Regions from separate parts of the Mus musculus genome. Here regions 2, 3, 4 and 5 are each linked to region 1. Evidence: chromatin contacts called from public HiChIP or PLAC-seq and promoter capture Hi-C data. All regions are on one chromosome and are shown on one strand. The core of a region is the stretch at or near the end of the contact, and the rest is flanking DNA. Distances in the headings are between cores, read along the strand shown.

Region 1 (2,875 bases), core at 96-2,595:
TTGAAGTCCCTACACTGAAATTATGGAAAGTTGTGAGCTGCCATGTGGGTGCTGGGAACCAATTCCAGGTCTTCTGCAAGAATAAGCACTCTTAACTACTGAGCTATCTTTCCCACCCAGCATATGCCTTTATTTTTAAATCCCTCTCCCCCTCGTTTATATGTTAATACGAATACATTTTTCCCCCCATTTCTCGCCTGTGATTGCTTGAATCTGCCAATGTGGAACTCAAGGATACGTTGGGTCAACCATACTTTTATTGTTGTTTTGAGACAATGTCTTGTAATGTAAGCTGTTGCTGGTCTAGTACCCATTACGCAGGCAGGCAAGCCTCCAACTCATATCAACCTTGATTTAACCTCTGAGATTCTAGGATTACAGATCTGTATCAGGTGCAGATCTTTTGATATTTTAAGAGGATTTAGGGAGGGGCATGAGTTAGATCTACCATCCCGAACCATAAATATTGCACAAATGGTAGTTTGACTAAATGATGAGATATACTAAAAACATTCAAAGGAAGTAGACTCTTGAAAAACACCACTTAAGTATGACTAACAGCAGAGAAATGAAGTCACAGCGAGCAATTAGCAGATGTAGAGCAGTGGACCTTCAATACGAAAAGGTGATTCTGCTTGATGCTCACTATCTCAATTGAAGTGAAACCCGATTACATAATGTTGTGTTAGAAGTTACCTAGTGGTTGATCTTGGGCTGATTTAGGGTTGGAGGCACACACAGAGATAGAAGAGGAGGAAGAGGAAGAGGAGAGAGGGGAGGAGGAGGAAGAAGAGGAAGGGTAGTTTTAGAAAGCAAAGAACAACTCTAGTTTGGTTTTATTTATTTATTGACTTATTTTATTTATTTGGGGTTTGTGACAGCAGGCTTCTAGAAGTCAACAGGAGTCTGGTCTCTCTCACCATGTAGATTCCAGTGGGTGAACTCAGATCTTCAAATGTGGTCAATGCCTTTATCCACTGAGCTGTTCTGAGCTCCTTGTTTTAGCTTTAAGGATTTAGTCTGTGATTGTTTCCTAAGGAATGCAGTTTCCAGAAAACATCAGGCTCCCTCAGCTCTCTTTTTTGAGACAGGATCTCACTTTATAGCCTTGGCTGGCCTCGAACTCGAGTCTACTTGCCTGGCTCAACCTCCCCAACACTGGGATTACAGGCGCACCACCTTGACCTTCAGTACCTCAGCTGACCCCAGCCAGATGGGCTAAGGCTGTCGGGCCACCTCAGGTCTCTGGGCAGCCCTTCCAGGAACACGCAGCCCGCCCCCCGGCGCGCGGCCGCCGATTGGCCAGGACCGGACCGGGCGTGACGTCAGGCCCCGCCCCGCCGCCCTTCGACCCCGCCCCGCGGGGTGGGCTGGCAGTTTAGTCTAGGGCAGCTGAAACCGGTTTGAGAGGCGGCTGTAACTGGGCTCCTTGCTTCCTCGGGCCACCTAAGGGAGCGCTGGCGAGGCGCTGACGCTCGGCTCCGTCGGCCGCGGCCCAGGCTCTCGGCGCGGCCCGGAGCGGCAGGTGAGGGGGGCCGGCGGTGCGGGCGGGCGCTCACGCGGAGGGGCGGGCGGGCGGGCGGCCTGGTGTTCCGGAGCCGCGGTGCGGCTGGAACCCCGGCTGCCACGCGCGGCTGCGGTCCCACTGAGCGGCGTGACCCAGGACAGCCACGGAAATCCCGGGCGGAGAATAGGGGAACAAAGAAAACGGCGGAGCTGGAGCCCAAGCCCTCGGTGCCTCCCTTCCTCCGCGCCCCCTCAGTCACCTCGCGCCCGCACTGGTGACTCGCGCGGTTTTGACAGCTGCTTCTTTCCCCAAAGTGCCTAGAAATTAGTGCCCGCGAAAGAAACTCCGGGTGACAGTACAGCCGGGCGGGGGGAACCCAGGGCTTTGTGTAGCTCCTCGTCCGTGCCCTCGGTGACGTTTTAGGGCTGCGGTCCCCTTGGCGTCGCCGGCTTGGAGGCAGTGGCTGCCCCGTGCTGCTTCATCTGCCGGGTCCGGCCAGAAGCCCGAGGGCTTGGAAGCCTGGAGTTTGCCGGTTTCTAGCGATTCTCTGACTCTGCAAGCAGCAAGCATGGTCGGGTCTAGAGTCCCCTCTTATACTCCTGTCCCCTGCCACTCTGGGTCTCCTGCCCACTTAACTCTGCCCTTCAAGCTGCTGCCTGCTACATTTCTAACACAATAAGGAAAAGAATAAATACAAGCTGTCAGCCTCCCCTCTCTCCCAAATTGCTCAGTGTTCTAGAAACACACAGCACAAAATAAAACTGGTAAACCCCATGCAGTGGCTTACATACTAGGGGAAATCAGTGTTCTAAACAAAATTTAAATCTGTAAAGAGAGATACAGGAAATTTGCACCCGGAGAACTGGTAAACACAAGAAAACTGAATAATATTTGGTGTGTATAAAAAGTTGGTGGGTGAGTCAACTATTTGTATATAATAAAAACGTGTAATAAATGCATATGAAAATGATATCAACACGAAATGAAAAGCATTTGTAAAAAATCCCACTGCATGTCTAAAGATGATGAGATGTTAATTTGGCTTAAGGACTGTCCAAAGGCTAATGCCTTTGCTTAATGAAAAACCCATTCTTGTCTGCATATGTTTGATTAAAATATTAGCTGAAAGTATATGGAGGTCTGAGAAATGGGGCCATAGTGATCCCCCCACTAACACGGGCAGACATCAGTGTGGTCACTTAACCTGCTTCTTAATTATAGGATATTCTGAGAATCTGCTAGAATCGAGGAGAATTAGAAACAGCTTTTTTTTTCTTTGAAAAGTTTTAAAGGAAAACACAGATGTTCTTTTTTGGCCAGAAATATGTGCTTTAGCTAAAAATACCCACTTTCAGTTCAGCTGTAAGC
Region 2 (2,875 bases), core at 180-2,679, 250 kb after region 1:
TGCTGTGAAGAAACAGCATGACAACATTTAAATGGGGCTGGCTTACAATGTCAGAGGTTCAGTCCATTATTATCATGGCAAGAAGCACTGCAGCACCCAGGCAGACATGGTGCTGGAAGAGCTGAGAGTTCTACATCTTTATCCAAAGGAAGCCGGGAGCAGTCTGTTTCCAGGTAGCTAGGAGGAGGGTCTCAAAGCCCATCCCCGCTGTGACACACTTCCCCCAACAAGGCCATACCTACTCCAACAAGGTCACACCTCCTAATAGTGCCACTCCCTGGGACAAGTGTATTCCAATCACCACAGACCACATCCTGTAAACCAATCTAATAAATCCAGAAATACTAAACCCTTCCCTGTTCCTTTAGCTTTTTTCTTGCTCTGGTCTAGATAAAAGCTTATCAATATAGTTGAACTCTTCAAAGAATGAAGCTTACAGTTTTACCAATATTTCCAGTGTTCTTTTATCCTATATTTTCCTCTGTGATTGTTGTTTTCTTCTTTCCATTTAATTTGGCTTTCATTTGTTCCATGTTTTCACTCTCCTTCACCTCCTAGATTTTATGATCCCCACCATCACCATGATTTTTTTGTTTTCATTTCATTTCACATCCATGGAGTGGCTGTAGCACAGGCAGGTTTCTATCCTGTGCCTCAAGGTGAGTCTACAGAAGTTTGCTCTCTTTGGAGCCATCATCCTGACCTCCCTTTGCAGGGACATGGCACCAAAGAGATGCTACCCTAAGACCTAGCTATCAACAATCCTCCTTAATCACATGCCCCCCCCCAAAAAAAATCAATCATACTCCAGTTTTCAAATAGTCCTCGGTCATATTAAGTGTTACAATCAGACAGGATTTTACCTAACCTCAGGTGTCAAACAATTTGAGAAACAATGTGACAGTACAATAAGAAGCAATCATTCCTGCCAGGTGCCATGGCTCATCAGGCAAAGTCACTGCCATCAAACCTGGCAATCTCAGTCCAATCCACATGGAAAAAAAACCAATTTTGCAAGTTTTCTCTGGGAAGGAAAGAATTACAGCCATTGCTTTTGAGGGTTTTGTTTGTTTTATTTGGATTTGTGACAGGGTCACATCTGTAGCACAGTCTGGCTTCAAATTCATAGTAATCCTTCCTCGGCCCTCAGGTATTGAGATTATAGGCACGAGCCATCAACCCAGCTGACAAGTGCTACTCACTTGGAGGGCTAGGCAGGAGGAGTGACTGTCTTGGATCTTGAACAACTCACTCCTCAGACTCAGTGTCATAATGAAACAGTAACATTTCACTTCCACGGATGCCACAGGGAGTAAACCAAATTGTGCTAATAAAACCCTAGTCACAGAAAGTTTCACTGTGGGGAGCTCTCAAAACCTTATGGGAGCTACTAAAAAACCTTCCCACATGGTGTTGTAATAGCTTACGATTATCAGTACAGCTCCTCGTGTATGCTGGGCAAAGATTCTACTACTAAGTTACATCCCAGCCCTGTGGTGGTCTATTTAAACATCTATCCTTCTGATTAATAAGGGCCGGGCGATGACTTATTTGTCTCTGCTTGTTATTTTCATAAGTGAAAGAACTATCCCAGGCCACTGACCCCTGTCACTGCCCGATGAAGGCTCCTTTGCACCTAGTCCATATAGTCCATAGTATACACACAGGAAAGGAGAGAGAGAGAGAGAGAGAGGGAGAGAGAGAGCTGTGATCCTGGAACTCAATAAACACTTAGGCCAGAGTCCTATACAGCGGCTTCACCATTTGCCTAAATGCCCCTGGCTGTGTTCTCAGAAACCTCCACCCTCCCTTCCCCCATAGGACTCAGCCTCATAATCATCACTGAGTGAAATTTCCCAGCCTCAGTGTGTTGATGACAGGACTCGGCTGGTGATGCATAGACAAAGCATGCTTCTCCCTCCCACCCAGATTCTCATTGCTCAATCACTTCGCTGACTGGAGTTGCCAACCCGACATAACCAAGAATCACCTGTAAGACAGCCTCTGAACGGGCCTTCTGGGGTTCTCTTGATTGTTTGGGGCTGGCACTGTTCCTGGATGGAGCCCTGGGCTGTGTAAGTGGAGGGAGGGAACTGAGCAGAAGGCTGTAGACATCCCCTCTCTGTCCCCACCAACTGTGGGTGGGATTGGCCAGCTGCTTCAAGCTCCTGCCCCTTTCCCTCCTTACCAGGATGGACTGTATCCTTGTACTCCCAGCCAGAATAAGTCCCCTCTCTTTTAGGTTGCTTTCACTAGGGTATTTTATCACAGGATCTATCTTACTTGTGTTTGAGCTCAGGAGTTTCCATATTCTTGGTCTCTTGAGGAATTGAAATAAAAACTCATGCAGATTTGCAAAAGTATCAAGTATTGAAAGCTAGGCAATTGAGATATTAAAGTATGTGAGTGAAGATACTGAAGGCCCCAGTTATAGTTTGAGGTCTCTCTCTTTTTTTATATAGGGGTTAAGAGAAAGAGAGAGAGGGAGAGCGAGCAGTTTTGTTTACTAAGAAGCACACTGGGGGGGCGGGTGTCTCTGTTTTGATTGATAGGTCAAGTCATGTAATCACTTTTCTACTACATGTCCCTTCCCATAAATGATCTGATTTTAATCATATGCATGCCCAAGTATGCATATGCATTACATGGTAAACAAGAATCATCTCTAACATTCTCTTTTTAATGACTTATATTTTATTTCACCTTGTTGTTTTACCTGCATGTATGTGTGTGCACAGGTGTTGGATACCCTAGAACTAGAATTACAGGCAGTTGTGAGCTGCCATGTGGGTGCTGGACACTGAGCCTAGATATATTAAGAATACATTTGAATAGAAACTATCCAAGTTTGATGTTCATTGCTGGGACAAGACAA
Region 3 (2,875 bases), core at 178-2,677, 190 kb after region 1:
ATAATAATGGTGTGCCTTCCAGGGAACACACTTTGTGGTGGTGGTGGCGGCGTGTGTGTGTGTGTGTGTGTGTGTGTGTGTGTGTGTGTGTGTGTGTAGCATAGGGGTTACTATGGTTCATCTCCTAGGACTTCTCATGTGCCAAAGTTAGGACACAAAGTAGTCTTCAACTGTATACTGAGAAATCTCCAATCTTTCAATTCCCCTACTCACCCAAGATTCATGGCTTCACCCCATGCTGGTTCCCTGACAAGTCTATTATGTTGAGATCAGGACATCAAGTTGCTAGCATGACAACTATGGGCTTCTTGATCTGTCTGAATGAGACCCTGACCTAAATCTACCTTGGAGAATGCTGTGAGTACACCAGAGGGTCTGTTTGTCCCATATAAAGGGGTGTGCGGGTAGACGTGGGTCAGGAGAGTTGAAGCCAATAGCTGAAGTTGATAAGCAAGCACCTTTGAAAGAATGACCTAAAGAGGATGTTCAGAAATCCGGCTACAGTGTCAGTCAACTCCACTTTGCTTTGTACAAAACCAAAGCAAAACAGCAAAGCCTTTCCTGCAGTCTGGACGATGTACTTACCAGCCACCGCGCCAGCCGAACCACAGCCTGTCCCTGGGAGGAAAGAAGCCAGGCCTCCTGACTCCATCGTAGCAGCGAAGAGGATACAGGAGGGCAGGACAGTGGGTTAGTTTCACATAAGGTAGGACAGGCAGAACCACAGAATGACCAATTCCAAATACTTTTCCAAGTCCTCTATATGGGTAGTTTAAATTGTCAGCTTATCGGACAGGTCTCATTTAGAAAATGTTCTCTGTGGCCAGCACACAGTTCCTGCTTTAGTGGGGGTAATTTTATTTCTGGGAGAAATAAAATAACTCCTCTGGAAATAAAGTAGGGGCTCTGGGTAGCCTCAGATAGGCTGGAGGTTAGACTCGGATTGTCTTTGAATAGCCAAGGACACTACAGGAAAGATCATCCCAGTTTAGACCAGAACCTCAGAATTGAAGTTTCATGCAGGGCAAGCCATGCCACCACTAATTTCCAGCTTTGCCTCTTAAGGTCTGGATTGCATATGGGGGGCCTCTCCTGCATCACTTCTAAGGGAAGACTAGGCTTCACCCCTTACTTGCTGGCTCTGGGAACTTGTAGACACACACATACACACACACACACACACACACACACACACACACACACACTCCAACTCTGCACACTTAGTGGAAGCCACAAATGCTTGCAGAGGACAGTGCTCCGTCTCAAGGATGGCCAGCTGCTGAGGTCACAACGGGTTCAAGAGCTTACAAAACCCTTGGAAGGACCACCCGGAAGTCTGAGACCCTAATTCAGTAGATCTAGGAGGCAGGCGGGTCTCGGGGGGCGGAGTCGGGCGCCGGGAGGGGCGGGACACCTGGGCTGGGTCCGGGGCTGTTGGATGAGCTGCAGAGCGAAGCAGCAACTCCAGAAAGACTGATGCGAGGAGAGCAGGACCAAGCGACACACGCCCACCAAGTAGGCAAGCCTCAACCAGAGCTAGTGTTCCCAGAGCCCGGGCCGCGCCCACCTATGGTGGCGCCACCGGCCAGGGAGTGCGTCCCTGAAAGCACCGAGGCAAGTGAGTACCGGGTTGCGGCGGGCGGGCGGACTTGGGGGCACTCCGCGTCTGTTCCAGGAGATCACCTCCTACCTCCGAACCCTGGGATTGGGGACTAGGGGACTGGAGTGGAGCCCCGAAATCGCGGACTCAGTGGAAGGCGTACGGACAAGGGTGGGGGTATCTGCGTGTTTCCTGCGCCCTGCAGGCACCTCTGGTGCCCGGCTTTGTTTCTTGAGCTTAAATTCCCCACTGGGTACCTAATCCTGTACCAGTGTTGCACTGAGTGAGTGAGAGACGTGGGAACCTTCAAACGGGCTCCCTCTTCCCACAGTCTACGGGCTGGTGATGAGAAGGCGGCTGGAACTCCCGCTTATTGGTCCCCGGTGGCGATCTTTGGGAGACCAATAGACGCCCCAGAGGGAGGACACTGGGATCCAGACTCCACTGGAACCCCGCTTTTCAGGTAGGGTGGAGCGTGCGGCTGATTCCTGTGTAGCAAATCGGGGTTTCACTAACGCCGGCAGAGTGGCGATTCCTGTCCCCCAGCGCTCTCCCTCGTAAAACTGGGCAGACCTCGCTATCCAGTTTGATAGCTTCTTGCTACCCTTACCCGTTGCTCCCGTAGCTCCCGCACTGGCTGGTGTGCTGAGGTGGGAGAGGAAGGCAGTTCATTGAGACAGACTAAGTCAGGCTGGAGTCCTCTCTCCAGCCCCTCGCTTGCCCCATAGCAGCTACCTCCTGGGAGCTAGCATTTTGGAGACTCTATTTTGTCTCCCTTCTGTGGATGTCTCGGGACACTAGGATTATAAGGGAGTTCTCAAGCAATGGACAGCCCCTAAACTCCCTGGTCATCCCCCACCCACTCTTAGGAGGCTGTTATCAATTCAATCTGGTCTCAAGCAGCCACTTCAAAAGACACAGACTGTGACGAGGCTCAGTTCCTCCTTAGTCGGGGTTGGCTGTGGTTGGGAATCTGGGAACCTAAGGAAGGAGTCCGGAAGCTGATCCAGAGTCATGGGGTCAACCTGGGGAGAAAGGATTTATCCTAGAGCAGGGCTTCTTAAATTTTTCCATTTAGAAAGACCTCATTCACCAGAGAATTTCTTACACGACCCTGGGTTTGTACGTGTATAAAGTAGGAATATAATTCAAACACTTACTAATAATAAATCATTAATGTATTTTAAAACAATTCTTTGATACGCATATAATTTTACCATTTATGAACGAGGAAAGCAAATTTGCATAGTAATGAGTTGGATTGCGTATTTTTAC
Region 4 (2,875 bases), core at 213-2,712, 150 kb after region 1:
GGCAGAGGCAGAGGCAGAGGCAGAGGCAGAGGCAGAGGCAGAGGCAGAGGCAGAGGCAGAGGCAGAGGCAGGCAGATCTTGAGTTTGAGGTCAGCCTGGTCTATAGAGTGAGTTCCAGGACAGCCAGGGCCACACAGAGAAACCATGTCAAACAAAACAAAACAAAACAAAACAAAAACAAAAAAACAAAAACAAAAACAAAAACAAAAACAAAAACAAAACAAAACAAAAAAACAGTTCTGGATCTAATGCTGTCATGGGAAGGCACAACAAAGTGACTGAGAATCTTAGTCCATCAGGGAACAGGACATCTCTGAGTAACTGGGGTAGCTGCAGAGTGTCTCCTTGGACACATCACAGGCACGACTGTCACTGACATTCTCTGTCATTGCTCATAACAGGCTTGATGCCAACTGTCAACTCTGGGGCTAAAGTCCCTGTGGACTTTGGTGACCATGGAGTGTGGATTAACTCTGGTCCTGACTCACGCTAATTCCAGGCTGGGATCATCCATCAAAACTAAACTATTTCTTGGATTATTAATAAAGCAGCAGAAGCAGCCGCAGCCGCAGCAGCAGCAGCAGCCGGAGCAGTTTCCTTGCTTAATTGGCTGCTGACGGCATTTTCTCAATCCTGATGGATTATGCTTTGGGGAAGATTTCTCTCAGATATCCGTCACTACAATTTACTTAAATAACTCTCTCTGAGTAACCAGTTACCATGAAAGATTACACGCTCTGCCTTCTCCATTGGAGTCAATTGGTGAATTGTATTTTTGTATAAATGCACTTATTTCATCAAGGTTATCAAATGTGTTTACGTAGAGTTATTCAAAGTACTCCATTGATTTTTAAAAAGTTTCCCATTTTGATGATTCTTACTTTTCTTTCTCTCTTTCTATCTATCTTTCTTTCTTTCTTTCTTTCTTTTTTTTTTTTTTTTTTTTTTTTTTTTTGAGACAGGGTTTCTCTGTGTAGCCCTGGCTATCCTGGAACTCACTCTGTAGACCAGGCTGGCCTTGAACTCAGCCTTTTGACATTTCTAATATTGTACGTTTTCTCCTTGTTTCTGACCAATTATCTAGCACATGTTCGATTTTATTTATGTTTTTCTAAGCAGATTTTCAGCCCAGGCATGGTGGCTCAGGCTATAGTTTCAGCCCTTGAGTGAGAGAGGCAAGAGGAACGCCATAAAGTCAAGGCCATCCTGGGCTAACGTAGTGAATTCTAGACCAACCAGTGCTACAGTCTGAGATCTGGTCTCCAAAATAAAACAACAAAACAGCTGCAACAAGAAACTTCATCAACAGTCACAACTAGCCAGTTTTTCTTACTCACGTTTGCTCTCATCCATAGCAACTTGTTTCCTCGGTTTTATTTCTCCTGGATTTTAAGCTTGATTAAAAATTCATTCATTCAAGGAATGGCAAGATAGGTTCAGTGATTAAGAGCTCTTGACCGTTGAGCCATCTCTCCAGCCCCACCCCCATCCCTACCCTGTGGGAACAATCCAGAGGATGAGGGTGGAAGGTGTTATAAGCCGTGGAGTCATGTGAGGAATCCTGGGAAATCAGACTCTGGAGACCAGCATCAGGGTATAGACCTGAGTTTATTGCACATAAGCTTATACACAGTGTTTGAGCCAATCCCAAGCCCGGTAGATCTTCAGCCAATCGTATCTTGCCACACTGTCACCATGCTCCAGTGAAAGCCCTGCCTGATGAAGGTGTGTGGGGAGCATCATCCCCTGTTGGGACTTCCGTGAAGATGGGGGAAGCAGCCACTGCCCTTGCCTCAGTTCCTTTTTTGCTGTCTCACTGGTTTTCTGGTAGCCATCTTAGATCTAATGCCCTGTACAACAGATCAGGACTCTTCAAGGAGTCTCAGGAGCCTGTGGCTCCTCCCTCTCCAGCCCACATTTTCCTTCACAAGGTTGACCTCCATACCCCTCACATCACCTAGCTTTTTTAAAAAAAATATTTATTTTTATTCTGTCTGTGTGGTTTTCTGGGATATGTATATACGGTTCTTGGTCCCCGAGGAGGCAGAAAGAGGACATGCATATTCTGGCACTAGAGTTACAGATTTGATTGACATATGGGTGCTGGGAACCAAACCCAGGTCCTCTGAAGGAGCACCAAAGCTCTCAACCACTGAGCCACCTCTCCAGGCCCTTTTCATATTTTGTAAAATTAGTCAATGCATTTTAACCCTTGCAGTTCTGCTCCCCTCTGGCTATTAACTTTCCTGAGCCTAGCTGTGCTCTGTGCAGTTGATACAGGAAGCTACGTCTAGGACTGCTAACCGTCAGCCCAGACGCCTGGTTTCTAGTCCAGTGTATAAAGCCATGCCATGCCAGTCCCTTGCGGATGGCACTGGCTGCCAGGCCCAACAGCATCTGGCTCTTTGTGAGGTGATAACAGCAGCTTGATTGAGCATTTCTTTCTCTTCTAAAGAGAACTGTTGCATTCCACAGGAGCCATTTGCCCTATAATGCAGCACCTGGTGCTTAGGGGGTGGGAGGAAGTAATTGATTATCCTGAAGCTCATCCTGCCATCTGCAGTGCACACACAGAGCAGGGGAAACCCTGTCTTGTAAGGAAGCGGTGCTCTCCCAGACACTAGCAAGCCGCCAAGCTTCCTGGCAGACTGAGATGTGATGACTGCCTGCCAGGTACTGTTCTAATATTGCCAATATTAACTCACTAATTCCCAGAGCTGCTCCGTGCTGCAGGAGATGGCTGAGGACTTTAGGGGGGAACAGGGTCTTGCTCTGTAATCCAGGCTGGCCTTAAACACTCAACTCCTGCCCCCATCTCCAAGATTCTAGGGTTACAAGCTATACAACACATCCAGTATAAGAAGGCTCTAATCAT
Region 5 (2,875 bases), core at 171-2,670, 140 kb before region 1:
AGTTGTAGAAGAGACACAAGTTTCCCCAAAACAATCTGGCTGCTTGTTATCTGTGCAGACCGTTAAAGTGAAGTCACCTGGGAGAGTCTTGCTCTCCTATATAAAGCCCACCTCAGAGACAAGAAATAACTGTACACAGGCAGCTGAGTAGCAGCCATGTTCAACTAACGACCGTAGCCAAGTAAACTGCTGGAGACACGAGGACAGAGGGCTCAAACTCATCCTTAGCTACACAGTGAGTTCAAGGCCAGCCTCAGCGGCATGAAATCCTCTGTCCAGACAGACAGCGAAGCAAAGGATGATTAGCTCTGGTATAAAACCATGGTTATGTTCCTAAGGAAATTCACAACATTAAGAAACATTAAAAGGGGTTGGAGAGATGACTCAGCAGTTAAGAGCAGTGACTGCTCTTCCAGAGGCCCTGAGTTCACTTCCCACCAACCATATGGTGGCTCACAGCCATCTGTAATGGAATCTGATATCCTCTTCTGGTGTGTGCCTGAAGACAGCTACAGTGTACTCATATAAATAAAAATAAGTGGATAATGTTTTTAAAGAGAAACATTAAAAATAGCTATCTAACATAGGAGAGGAGAGCTGAGGCTGTAGATAACACTGGGTATGTCTTCCTGTAGTAGGTCAACAGTGAAGAGTTGAATTGTGTCACTAGCCACAAATAATAAAGGGCTGGACCACAGGCGAACAAGCCGATCAGAAAGAATAACCTAGACAGCAAGAGAAAGTAACCTGTTGCCAGTTCACAGCCACAAACAGCACAGAAAATCCTCCTTGCTGCCAGCGGGCGGCTGGCCTCCTTCCTCACCCTCCTAGGTGTCCCCAGGCCATGGGTAGTCTTCTTTCCTCTAGTCCTGGGCTCGCTCTGGGTGCCCCTTCAAGTCCTAAGGGTGCAGAAAGTCCCCACTTAATAACAGCCAGTGCTCTCTATGCAAATTTCTGAAAGGCTAATTAGCAATTTGTTTAAGGTCTCCTGCAAAGATAAGATCGTGGAAACAGCACTCTGTTAAATGAGGACTGCATGTGATGTAACAGCCCCAGGGCACATCCCGCTACTTGTTTTAAATGGCACCGTGCCATCTTAACTCAGGCAGTCTTTGAACCCAGCCAATATGCCTATTAATATCAGAAATAACTTCCCCAGCAAGCACATCCTCTCCTTAAGGAGAAAGACAGGAAGGGAAAATGCTCCCTGGTCAGACCTATATCTTTCTCATTTGCACCATGGGCTGCCAAGTGTGCCAGCTCAGCCAAGACGGTAATGAGGAATCTAGTGATGAACTCTTAGAAGCATCGTCAGGGGCTTTTGCCTCCGAGAGAGCGTGAGATAACAGTGCTGGCTGCACTGATGGCCTGACCTAACGGTGCTGTCTCCTCAAATGCCCTCGTGCTGTGTCCCAGGCACAGAAGACAGGACTGGGGGGAATGGTCCATTCTGCATTGGTCACTCACTAGCAAAGGCAGGTTACCATGACTACAAGACCACTCAGCTTTTCTGTGTAAGAGGGCAGCTGGCAGGTTACACTTGTCAGTCAGTGATAACCCACACGTGCACTTTAACAGAAGCCAAGAAAAACAGGTGCATATGTTTTCATTTGTTTCAAAGGAATATGCCTTCCTTAGGTGCAAGACAAGGAGAGAATCGATGTGGAATTTTCCAAGGCAATGATTTAGGCAATCCATCTTGTGATTTGCAAGGAAGGCTAGGGTCTCCAGTGGTTACAGTGCCATCTACACAATCCACAAGAATCAAATCACTGCAGGTCTGAAAAAACAGTATCAATGCAAGGGTCCAGAAAGGCCAGTGACATTTCAGGATCCCAAAATAAGCCAGAGAAAGCAAACCTTAATGCCAATGGTTGAAAACTGGGCGTTTGCAGGTCAGGAGAGAGGCACAACAGCTAAGAGTGGTTCCTCCTCACCTCTGAGGGCTGGAGTCCAAATCCAGCACCACTAGCAGCTCACAGAAAACTAGACATTTTGCTGCTACATCGTTCCCGAAAGTCTCCCCTTTAAAATGCAACCTTGGCTAGGGTGGCGGCTCATGCTTCAATCCTGGCTTTTGAGCAGCAGAGACAGGCTGATCTCTGTGAGTTCTGAGCCAGTCTGATCTACATAGTGAGTTCCAGGACAGCCACGCTACAGAGTGAAACCCTGCCTAAAAAATAAATGAATAAACAAACAAACAAAGAAATGAAACAAAAGAGAGCTTTGTCTTCTGACGGCAAGGAGAGCATCCAGGAAGACTGCTTCTCAGCCTGTTGTTCCATACTGACTGTACTAGGCAGCTCAGTTTGCCGGGTGGGTCACCAGTTATGGCTGGTGGAAAAGTCAGGAGATATTTATATCTTGCTCTTTCTACCACAAGCACTAGTTCTAAGATAGTTTCCCTAGACACACTCTACCATGTGTCCTTTAACAAACAGCTAGACAGTATTTCCAGCCAAGGATGCCCCCTCACCACGTCTTCTCCTCTGGAACATGATCAGAGATGACATGTGCTCCTGAAAGCCGTGGCCCATTGAAGATATCTTACCCACTTCTTCATGGTCTTTGTTGTTTTGATTTCTTGAATAATGACAAGGCCCAGGAGCCATGTGATAAAAGGAACCTGGGTTCCCAAGGGGCAGTTTGGAGGAAAGCCCCCTTGCTGACCTGACCACTTGCCTAGGAGGTTTACACAGTCAAGGAAAAAAAATCTACTCTCTGCTTTAAAACAAACAAACAAACAAAACCCCAAAACTGGGATAGGACGTACTGGAGGGATGGCACAGTGGTTAAGAACATTTGTTGCTCTTCAGAGGGCCAGAGACCTGTTCCAAGCACCCATATTGAACAGCTCACAACTGCTTATAACTCT

The links. Promoter capture Hi-C pulls out the DNA fragments that hold promoters and counts their contacts. HiChIP or PLAC-seq counts read pairs in DNA pulled down with a chosen protein or histone mark.
Region 2: a contact with region 1 is called in an H3K27ac HiChIP or PLAC-seq map of embryonic stem cells, with 4 times the contacts expected there. The contact joins the enhancer-like site here to the promoter of Gpcpd1 in region 1. A contact is called at or near these places in 8 of 39 promoter capture datasets (the 3T3-L1 cell line, the C10 cell line, the HPC-7 cell line and 4 more) and 3 of 115 datasets of contacts at active chromatin or transcription factors (craniofacial prominence, embryonic stem cells and large pre-B cells).
Region 3: a promoter capture Hi-C map of hippocampal neurons shows a contact between it and region 1, with 2.6 times the contacts expected there. The contact joins the promoter of Prokr2 here to the promoter of Gpcpd1 in region 1. A contact is called at or near these places in 2 of 39 promoter capture datasets (embryonic stem cells and hippocampal neurons).
Region 4: a contact with region 1 is called in a promoter capture Hi-C map of stem cell-derived epiblast-like cells, with 3 times the contacts expected there. The contact joins the promoter of 4921508D12Rik here to the promoter of Gpcpd1 in region 1. A contact is called at or near these places in 3 of 39 promoter capture datasets (hippocampal neurons, liver and stem cell-derived epiblast-like cells).
Region 5: a contact with region 1 is called in an H3K4me3 HiChIP or PLAC-seq map of forebrain, with 4 times the contacts expected there. The contact joins the enhancer-like site here to the promoter of Gpcpd1 in region 1. A contact is called at or near these places in 14 of 39 promoter capture datasets (the C10 cell line, the HPC-7 cell line, the SN4741 cell line and 8 more), 2 of 15 datasets of contacts at CTCF or cohesin (embryonic stem cells and large pre-B cells), 5 of 484 Hi-C or Micro-C datasets (the HPC-7 cell line, bone marrow-derived DN2 thymocytes, bone marrow-derived macrophages and 2 more), 17 of 115 datasets of contacts at active chromatin or transcription factors (the HPC-7 cell line, bone marrow-derived macrophages, craniofacial prominence and 8 more) and 2 of 9 other capture datasets (adipose tissue and liver).

What each region holds. Positions count from the first base shown.
Region 1 is chr2:132,576,718-132,579,592 of GRCm38.p6, reverse strand. It overlaps Gpcpd1 (glycerophosphocholine phosphodiesterase 1), which reads left to right and starts at 1,345. Exons shown (of 20, transcript NM_028802.3): 1 at 1,345-1,525.
Region 2 is chr2:132,322,820-132,325,694 of GRCm38.p6, reverse strand. No RefSeq gene overlaps it. Among named protein-coding and RNA genes, the nearest start is that of Gm46766, 61 kb to the right of the region's middle. Within about 2 kb of position 1,429, at least 33 of the 459 cell types and tissues checked have an H3K27ac peak or open chromatin away from gene starts, as enhancers often do.
Region 3 is chr2:132,383,999-132,386,873 of GRCm38.p6, reverse strand. It overlaps Prokr2 (prokineticin receptor 2), which reads left to right and starts at 1,427. Exons shown (of 3, transcript NM_144944.3): 1 at 1,427-1,618.
Region 4 is chr2:132,423,328-132,426,202 of GRCm38.p6, reverse strand. It overlaps 4921508D12Rik (RIKEN cDNA 4921508D12 gene), which reads right to left and starts at 1,462. Exons shown (of 4, transcript NR_045802.1): 1 at 1,338-1,462.
Region 5 is chr2:132,719,601-132,722,475 of GRCm38.p6, reverse strand. All of the region lies in intron 2 of Shld1 (shieldin complex subunit 1), which reads right to left. The region is part of intron 2 of Gm52525 (a long non-coding RNA gene); the gene reads left to right. Among named protein-coding and RNA genes, the nearest start is that of Gm22245, 3.9 kb to the right of the region's middle. Within about 2 kb of position 1,420, at least 26 of the 459 cell types and tissues checked have an H3K27ac peak or open chromatin away from gene starts, as enhancers often do. A contact at or near this core is called in forebrain and stem cell-derived neural progenitor cells, where this site is marked.